2 separate regions of the Oryctolagus cuniculus genome follow, and region 2 is linked to region 1. A link is a contact called in public Micro-C data. All regions are on one chromosome and are shown on one strand. Each heading gives the region's core, a stretch centred on a gene start, on an enhancer-like site or on the middle of the called end of the contact. The rest is flanking DNA. Distances are from core to core; before and after follow the strand shown. Region 1 holds the start of TFB2M (transcription factor B2, mitochondrial). Region 2 has its middle 29 kb from the start of SCCPDH.

What was found. Hi-C and Micro-C count contacts between places; a contact is called where the count stands out from the background.
Region 2: a contact with region 1 is called in a Micro-C map of ear pinna, with 5 times the contacts expected there. The contact joins the enhancer-like site here to the promoter of TFB2M in region 1. A contact is called at or near these places in 3 of 6 Hi-C or Micro-C datasets (ear pinna, psoas muscle and an unstated tissue).

The regions. Positions count from the first base shown.
Region 1 is chr13:66,506,585-66,510,562 of mOryCun1.1, forward strand. It overlaps TFB2M (transcription factor B2, mitochondrial), which reads right to left and starts at 2,357. Exons shown (of 8, transcript XM_002717631.5): 1 at 1,866-2,357; 2 at 841-929. The coding sequence starts at 2,169. It overlaps CNST (consortin, connexin sorting protein), which reads left to right and starts at 2,365. Exons shown (of 11, transcript XM_051820807.2): 1 at 2,365-2,689.
Region 2 is chr13:66,618,840-66,622,817 of mOryCun1.1, forward strand. No RefSeq gene overlaps it. Among named protein-coding and RNA genes, the nearest start is that of SCCPDH, 29 kb to the right of the region's middle. Within about 2 kb of position 1,707, at least 2 of the 8 cell types and tissues checked have an H3K27ac peak or open chromatin away from gene starts, as enhancers often do. A contact at or near this core is called in ear pinna, where this site is marked.

The sequences.
Region 1 (3,978 bases), core at 1,107-3,606:
GGGAGAGAGAAATAGAGAGAGGTACACAGAGGACAGAGGGAGATCTTCCATCCACTGGTTCACTCCCCAAATGGCCACAAAAGCAAGGGCTGGACCAGACAGAAGCCAGGAGTCAGGAGCTTCTTCTGGGTCTCCTATGTGGGCTGTAGGGGCCCACGCACTTGAGCCATCTTCCACTGCTTCCCCAGGTGCATTAGCATGGAGTTGGATTGGAAGTGGCGCAGCCAGGACTCGAACTGCACCCATATGGGATGCCAGCACCCAGGCAGAGGCTTTTTACCTGCTATGCCACAACGCTGGGCCCCAAAGAAAATCATTACTCTCAGTCTTTTGGTCATTCAACAAGCATTGAATACTTACTTGTCCTAGTCACTAGGGATAACAAGATATTTAAGACAAGACCTCTAGGGGCTGGCACTGTGGCGCAGGGGGTTAAAGCCCTGGCCTGAAGCGCTGGCATCCCATATGGGTACCAGTTCTAGTTCTGGCTGCTCTCCTTTTCTGATCCAACTCTCTGCTGTGGCCTGGGATAGCAGTGGAAGATGGCCCAAGTGCTTGGGCCCCTGCACCCACGTGGGAGACCCAGAGGAAGCTCCTGGCTTCGGATTAGCACAACTCCAGCCGTTGCAGTCATCTGGGGAGTAAACCAGCGGACCGAACACCTCTCTCTGTAACTCTTTCAAAATAAAATAAATCTTAAAAAAAAAAAAAAAAAAAAAAAAAAAAAAGACTCCTAGAAGAAATTCTATAAAAATAAATTATGTGCTTAGTTTTACCTCACTAACTCACTTTAAGGCAGCTGACTGAACAATGAATTATTTTTAAGAACAAGAAATATACCTCCAAACGAGGAATGAAATTTCTGTCACTTTCAAGGGCAACCACTTTGGCACCAGTTTCAAGTAATGCCTGAGTCAGCACTCCAGGACCTAGGATAATAACAAAAGAAAACATTTAGATGCAAAAGTAACAATATAATCTTTCTCAATATCAGAAGTTTATTAGGTATTATACATGTATTATCTAATTTTCATTCCCACTACACTCCCAAATGAGGTATTACTCTATTTTAATCACTTGACTGCAACATTCCAACAGGTAAGTATGCAGTTTGGTTTCGAATCCATTCTGTCAGTGACTGCAACTTGCACTCTTAATTACAATGTTTCATCACCTCTTAGAAGAAAAAAGCAACAAAAAGGAGTGCCTGGAGCCTACCACACTTACTCATTCATGATCATCGAGATCAAATCAAGCATAAATAAAACTGACTCTTCAAGGTAGGAAAGGGTGTTTTAACAATTATTATTCAGAGGCCAGTGCTGTGGCATAGTGGGTTGCCTGCAGGGAAGGCATCCCATACCGGCACAGGCTGTCTTGGCTGCTCCCCTTCTGATCCAGCTTCCTGCTAATGAGCCTGGGAAAGCAGCATAAAATGGCCCATTTACTTGAGCCCCTACATCCACATGGGAGACCTTGAAAAAGCTTCTGATTTCGGCCTTGCCCAGCCCTGGCCACTGTGGCCATTTGGGGAGTGAAAGAGTGGATAGAAGCTCTCGGTCTCTTTGCCTTTCAAATAAACGATTATTAAAAAAAAAAAAAAGAATTATAAATCTATAAATCTTGTGTTCTCAGCATCCTGCTATAGTCTACGGGAGATGCACAGGACAGGATAAAATTCTTGGGGGGGGGGGTGGCACTTTTAACTATGTGCGAGGAGAGCAAAATCTAAGAATATGTCTCATTCGTGGACAACAACTAAGCTTCTTCAAGAAAACGGAAGTGTCAATAGCACCCTACCTGCGGTCTATAAAAGTCTGCCTAAGTGACGAACATTCAAGAAAATGCAATTCAGCTAGACTCACCTGGATTGCACTCTAAGAAGAGAGAGCGAGGGTCTTTTTGACTCCCCCGCAGGATCTGCACCAAGGTCTCAGCCAATCCCCGACTGCTTACGTAACGCTTAGGGTCCAAGCGGTGCTTGCATACCCAGGGAGGCGATTCCCCGAAGTCAGGATAGGGCAACAGCTGCGGGGATGAATCAGACAAGCCACGGCGAGGCGGGTCTCCACGCGTTGTCGCTCGGGTCCTCAAAATGCAAAAGCGACCCGCGCCCGCCAGGGCTAAGGGCGCCAACCGCAAAGGAAGTCCCGTCGCTGGGACCCACATCGTCACCTCCAAGGTGCCCTCTCACATGACCCAGGGTCGCTATTCCGGTGAACCCCATGAAGGGCATCCCACGTGCAACATCTCCGCGCTGCAGACCAGGCCTGGCGGAAGTAAACACCAGCAACTGCGCACGCGAACGACTGGTCCAGCCCACTTGCCTACCTCACTTCCGTTTCCTCCCCGGCTTCGCCTCCCGAGAGCTGTGAGTGGACCGATGAGGAGTGAGACCGACCATCTGGGTGTGTCCGGACTCGTACTCTATGGTTGCCCGCCCTCTGCACTTCCTCTCTAGCCGCTCGCGCTCTATGCTCCGCGGTCGCGGGCCGCCAGCCGCCTGCCGGCCAGCCCCGAGGGGTGCGCAGAGGGAGGCGGGGCGGAAAGGCAAGAGGTGTCTCCTCCGGCGGAGCCGCGGGAGACCTGAGCAAGCTAAGTGACAGCTCGGCGGCCGCCATGTCCGCGAAAGGGGCTGGAAGCAGACCCGGCGGCCAGCGGTAACCCTCGGGCCGCCTCCGATTCCCAGGTGAGGAGAGGTCGAGCGGGATGCGGGGGACCCGCGGGCTCGCGGCCGGCTTGGAAAGCCTTTCGGAAGCCCCTCGCTCCTCCCCCTGAGCGGTGCCGGTCCAGCAGCGCCGCTTCTGCCCTCACCTCCGCCCCCTCTCCGCTCGCCTGTTTTGCTCTCCTCAGTGGCTGTGGGTCTCCCCCTCGCGCGCGGCGCGCCGGGTTCCCTCCTCCCTGGGGGACTTGGCTGCAGAAGGCGCTCCTGGCCCTGCCCGCGGAGCCGCTTGCGGCTTCCACCTTGCTTCTCGTCCTCTCCGTCCTCTTGCCCACAGCGCGCTGCCTCCACCCTTGTGGATGCTTTTTATTTTCTCCCCATACCTGGTTCCCTCGCCCCCGCCATCACTTTGGTTGTCAGGAACCGCCTCGCGTCTTCCTTCGGTTTCTCCCTGTGGGCCAGTGTTTTACTTAATTTTTCGTCTTTAATTTGAGTGTTTGAAAGACTAAAATTCAAGATGAAAAATTAAGACTTAAAAAAAAAAATACCCTTCTAAGCTTGAAGAGATGAAGAGTTCAGGATGCTTGTGTTTGTCCCCGTATAAACTTAAATCAAGCACAAGTACCGTGGAATGCGATTCTAAAGACCAGTTTCAAAGACACTAAAAATAGGGTGCTTTAATGGAAATTTTGGCAGTCGTTTAACCTATTGGGCAATGTTAGAAGACCTGATTCTTTGAAAGTGATTTCAGTGTTTGAAGCTTTAGCCATTATCTTTGCCACCAAAACAGCCAATCAGCTTCCTGCTTTAAATACGTGCAATCCTTTTTGCTTACTGTACTCGCAGCATGATTGAGCTTGGCATTTTAATGCACAGGGAAGGGTTTCTAAGGAATGTGTCACCAAGCAAATAGGCTGAAGATTGTATGCCGCTGATGGAGTTCAGCTAAGGAATTGACTGCCTAGCACCGCCTAGTTTGGATTATGAATGTGTTGAGACACCGAGGAAACGAGCTAATCAGCTGTTGTGGAAGCCCTGGGGACTCATTGATCTTAGTTTTCTTCCATTCTTGTTTTGTGCAGTTTTCTCATTGACTGTTTTCTCCAGGTGACTTTGACATTCTCTAAACACCTGAGAAAGCTCCCGCTACCCTTTGCTGAACTGTCTTGCCGTCTAGCCTTAAAAAAATTTTCATATATTCAGAAATGCACTGAATTTTACCCTGAGAGCCTTGGATGCCTAACGTTTTAAAATCAAATACAGCAGAATGATGTTTTCAAGTAGAGGAAGGACATGGTTCCCTCACAGAAATGTGT
Region 2 (3,978 bases), core at 457-2,956, 110 kb after region 1:
TTCAGCGCGCCTCTGTCTATTTCCGAAAGGAGAGTGGTTGTCTCAGACACAGGGCAGCTTGTTAGCTTCTGGGCTCTGCACTTCAGGTTCGCCCTTCTGCACTGCTCTGTGAAGATGGGTCTGGGCCTGCAGACACATTCTCCTGCGCGGCCTGGGCTGGCACTGAAGTTTGAGGGCACTGGGGGCCCTGCAGAAGGAATGGAGGCTTGTTTGCTTCCTGACTCAGGGGTGCTCACTGGGCAGGCCTGCCAGCATCCAGCTCCTGCAAGGGTCAGCGGCCAGCTGCAGCCAGCAGATGGCTTCCCCCTGCCCTAGCCAGTGCCCCTCCTCTACTGCTCCCTGTCTAGTGATGCGGACACCTCCCCAGTGGACAGCTGTCTCTAGCACTTCAGAGGGCAGATTTCCACCAGCACAACATCTCGATCCTGTCTGCACAGAGCTGGGTCTGGGTCTGGGGATTTTCCCTGGGTGTTGTCTTTCAGCCTCAGGGTGGCTCTTGGATCCATTCTTTCCATAGTCATTAGAGTTCTCTTTATTTCTTACCAGGCAATCTCTCAATCCTGCACCCTTATAGTTAGTAATTCTTTTTATTAAAGTTTCTCTGGTTGAACTACTGTGTGATTTCTCTCGCTTGGTCAGACCCAGAAGGAACGGTGGTTCTGCTGCTAGCCGGACGCACACCCGAGACAGAAGTCGCCTTTCAGAGCCTTGGCAACACCTGGTGTCTGAGGCACGTACTGATGAGGCCGCGGAGGCGCTTGGGCAGAGGACCTGTGTGTGCAGGGAGCGGCTGCTGCCCACACCACTCATGATCCCCGCGGGCCGCTCCTCACCCCAGCCTCGCCAGTCCCACCTCACACGCTTGCCCTCAGCGGTTCCAAGCTGAGGCTCCCAGGAGCCATCTGGGATTTTTTTTTTTTTTCATCCTGAAGCCAACTTCCTCTCTTCCTCGCACGGAAGCTGGATGAATGTGAGAACTGCCTACTGTCAGAGTCCCTGCCAAGGACGCGGCTCGGGCTGTGGCGGCCACCACGATGCAGAGATACTGAACACCCCCGTGAGCCCCTGAATGCCGTCAGGACATCTCAGGCCTCCCGCCCACATAGGGTGATGAATGCCCGCTGTCAGTTTCTCTCCTTTTCTTACCTAACCCAGGCTCATTTAACACTTCACAGACCAGCAGAATCGAATCCTGATGCATGACTAGGTTCTGGGTAATCAGAAAGAAAGAAACTGAGACATTCCAAGGCAGGCAGCGGGGGAAAGCTTGCGGCCCGGTTAGGTTTAATCCAGTTTCTATTTAGGAAGAAAACACCCGGATCAGAATAACTTCAGGTTCCCTTCTGACTGTGAGAGCTAAGATTTGACACCTCTGCTGGTTTCCATGGCTACCATCGGCAGCATATTACCAAAGCCAGAACCGGAGGATCTGGTGATTTCACCTTTCTTCTGTGGCCTTGCTAATTTTAAAAGAAAGTGCTTGGTCCACGTAGTTCCTGTCCACGTCTCTCCTGTCCTCAGCTGTCCCTTGGATGTAGATGGATTAACCCAGGGCGAAGGAAGGGCTCCTCTCTGTGACTCCGGAGTTGGTGCCCTCCCCCGACGAGGCATTTCTTCTGACACTGCTGGGAGTACTTGGTGACCTCGTTCCAGTTATGTAAGTGGGGAGATCAGGATTCCTGAGGGTGGTGGCTCAAAATAGCTCTGTGCATGTTTCATACGCAGGCCCTGTGGCAGGCGCACACTGCTGTTTCTCAGACACCAGGCCTCGGCTGAGAGTGTCCCTCTCCACGGATGGGTCATAGGCTGAGGGTTTCAGCATGGGGACAGGGAACACACGCAGAGGCATCTGTCCCCGGGGAACACCAGGCTTAGCGTCCAGGTCCTCTCCTTGCCTTCCTGTGCCCTCCCCGGGGGAGCAGCTCTCCCAGGAATGTGGGAGGTGACACCGTGGCAGGGGGCTCCGCGTGCTTGGATGAGGCACTTCAATGCCCCCTTCTCACGTGTGGCCTAAAACTCAGCCTTCCTCCAGAGGCTCTGCTGGAAAGGCCCCAGCTCCGTGAGGCTTCTCTGCAGCACATTAGGATCACCAGAGGGCAGGGATGAGCTTTTACATGCACTCTGTTCCCCTGCACGGGTGCAGAGACCAACTCACCAATACACTTCTGTTTAAAAAACAAACTGATTGACAGATGGATCTGAAAGCCAGATTGACAGAGATAGGAAAAGACAGAGACAGACAGAGAGACAGAGAGATCTTGCATCTCCACTGGTTTCCTCTCCAAATGTCTGTAACAGCTGGGGCTCGGCCAGGCCAAAGATAGGAGCCCAGAACTCCATCTGGGCCTCACACATAGGTGGTAGGAACCCAAGTACTTGGGCCATCACTTGCTACCTCCAAGGCACAATAGCAGGAAGCAGGATCAGAAGCCCAGGCAGAACGCCATCCCAGACACTCCAGTGTGCAATGCAGGTGCCCCAAGCAGCAGTCTCGACAGAAAGAAGAGAGCCGCCTTGTATTGAGTACTTAATATGGGCCAATTGTGCTGTGAAGTGCTTGCATGGGCAGCACTACCAGGGAGACAGGGTGGTGTCATGGTCATGGGCAAGAGCTCCAGGCTCAGAAAGACCTAGGCTCAAATCCCGTTTCTCCCACGTGTAGCTTTGTGAACCTGAGGATGGTTGTTCAAAAGAGCTCTGTGGCTGGCACCGTGGCTCAATAGGCTAATCCTCCGCCTTGTGGCGCCGGCACACCGGGTTCTAGTCCCGGTCGGGGCGCCGGATTCTGTCCTGGTTGCCCCTCTTCCAGGCCAGCTCTCTGCTGTGGCCAGGGAGTGCAGTGGAGGATGGACCAAGTGCTTGGACCCTGCACCCCATGGGAGACCACGAGAAGCACCTGGCTCCTGCTTCTGGATCAGCTCGGTGCGCCGGCAGCAGCGCGCCAGCCACGGCGGCCATTGGAGGGTGAACCAACGGCAAAGGAAGACCTTTCTCTCTGTCTCACTCTCACTGTCCACTCTGCCTGTCAAAAAAAAAAAAAAAAAAAAAAAGCTCTGTGCAGTTGTTTCATATACAGGCTCTGTGGCAGGCTCACATACTTATTTTTTTTAAGATTTATTAATTTGAAAGGCAGAGCTACAGAGAGGGAGGGAGAGAGAGAGGGAAAGAGAGAGAGAGAGAGGGAAAGAGAGAGAGAGAGAGGGAGAAAGAGAGAGAGAAGTAGAGAGGGAGAGAGAGAGAGAGGTCTTCCATCCACAGGTTCACTCCGCGCAGATGGCCACAAAAGCCAGAGCTGAGCTGATCTGAATCCAGGCGCCAGGAGCTTCTTCCAGGTCTCCCACGTGGGTGCGGGGGCCCAAGGACTTGGGCCATCTTCTACTGCTTTCCCAGGCCACAGCAGAGAGCTGGATTGGAAGTGGAGCAGCCGGAACTTTAACCGGTGCCCATACAGGATGCTGGCACTGCAGGCGGCGACTTTACCTGCTATGCCACAGTGCTGGCCCCACACAGATAGTTTAAATCCTAAAAAGGCAAGAGTCCTAGACGTGATGAGCCTGAACATAGCTCTTCAAATGTTGGCCGAATCCATAAAAGTGCCAGGATCCGGGTTTCCCAGCCTTGGTACTTGGCACAGAGAACTGTTTGTTCTGTGCTTAGTGTGTGCTGGGCGTGGTGCTAGGCAACATGATCCATGACCTTATAAAGTTTAACATCTTGTTGTGGAGACAAGGCCAACAAACATAACGTTCACAAGAAGTAAGAGAATATACGGCTGCAGTCTGTTCCTGGCAGCAAGTGCAGTGTGCGTGAGGAGTGAGCAGCAGCCACCGCGACACCATGTCACAGGCCTGGGATTAGAAAGCCACCCTACTTAAGTCTCTGTTAGTCCTGTGAGGCAAGTGTATATCCCCACAGGAGCGATGAAGAAACCTTGACGCAAGGAGATGCAGTGACTTCTCAAGTCACTACGCCAGAACC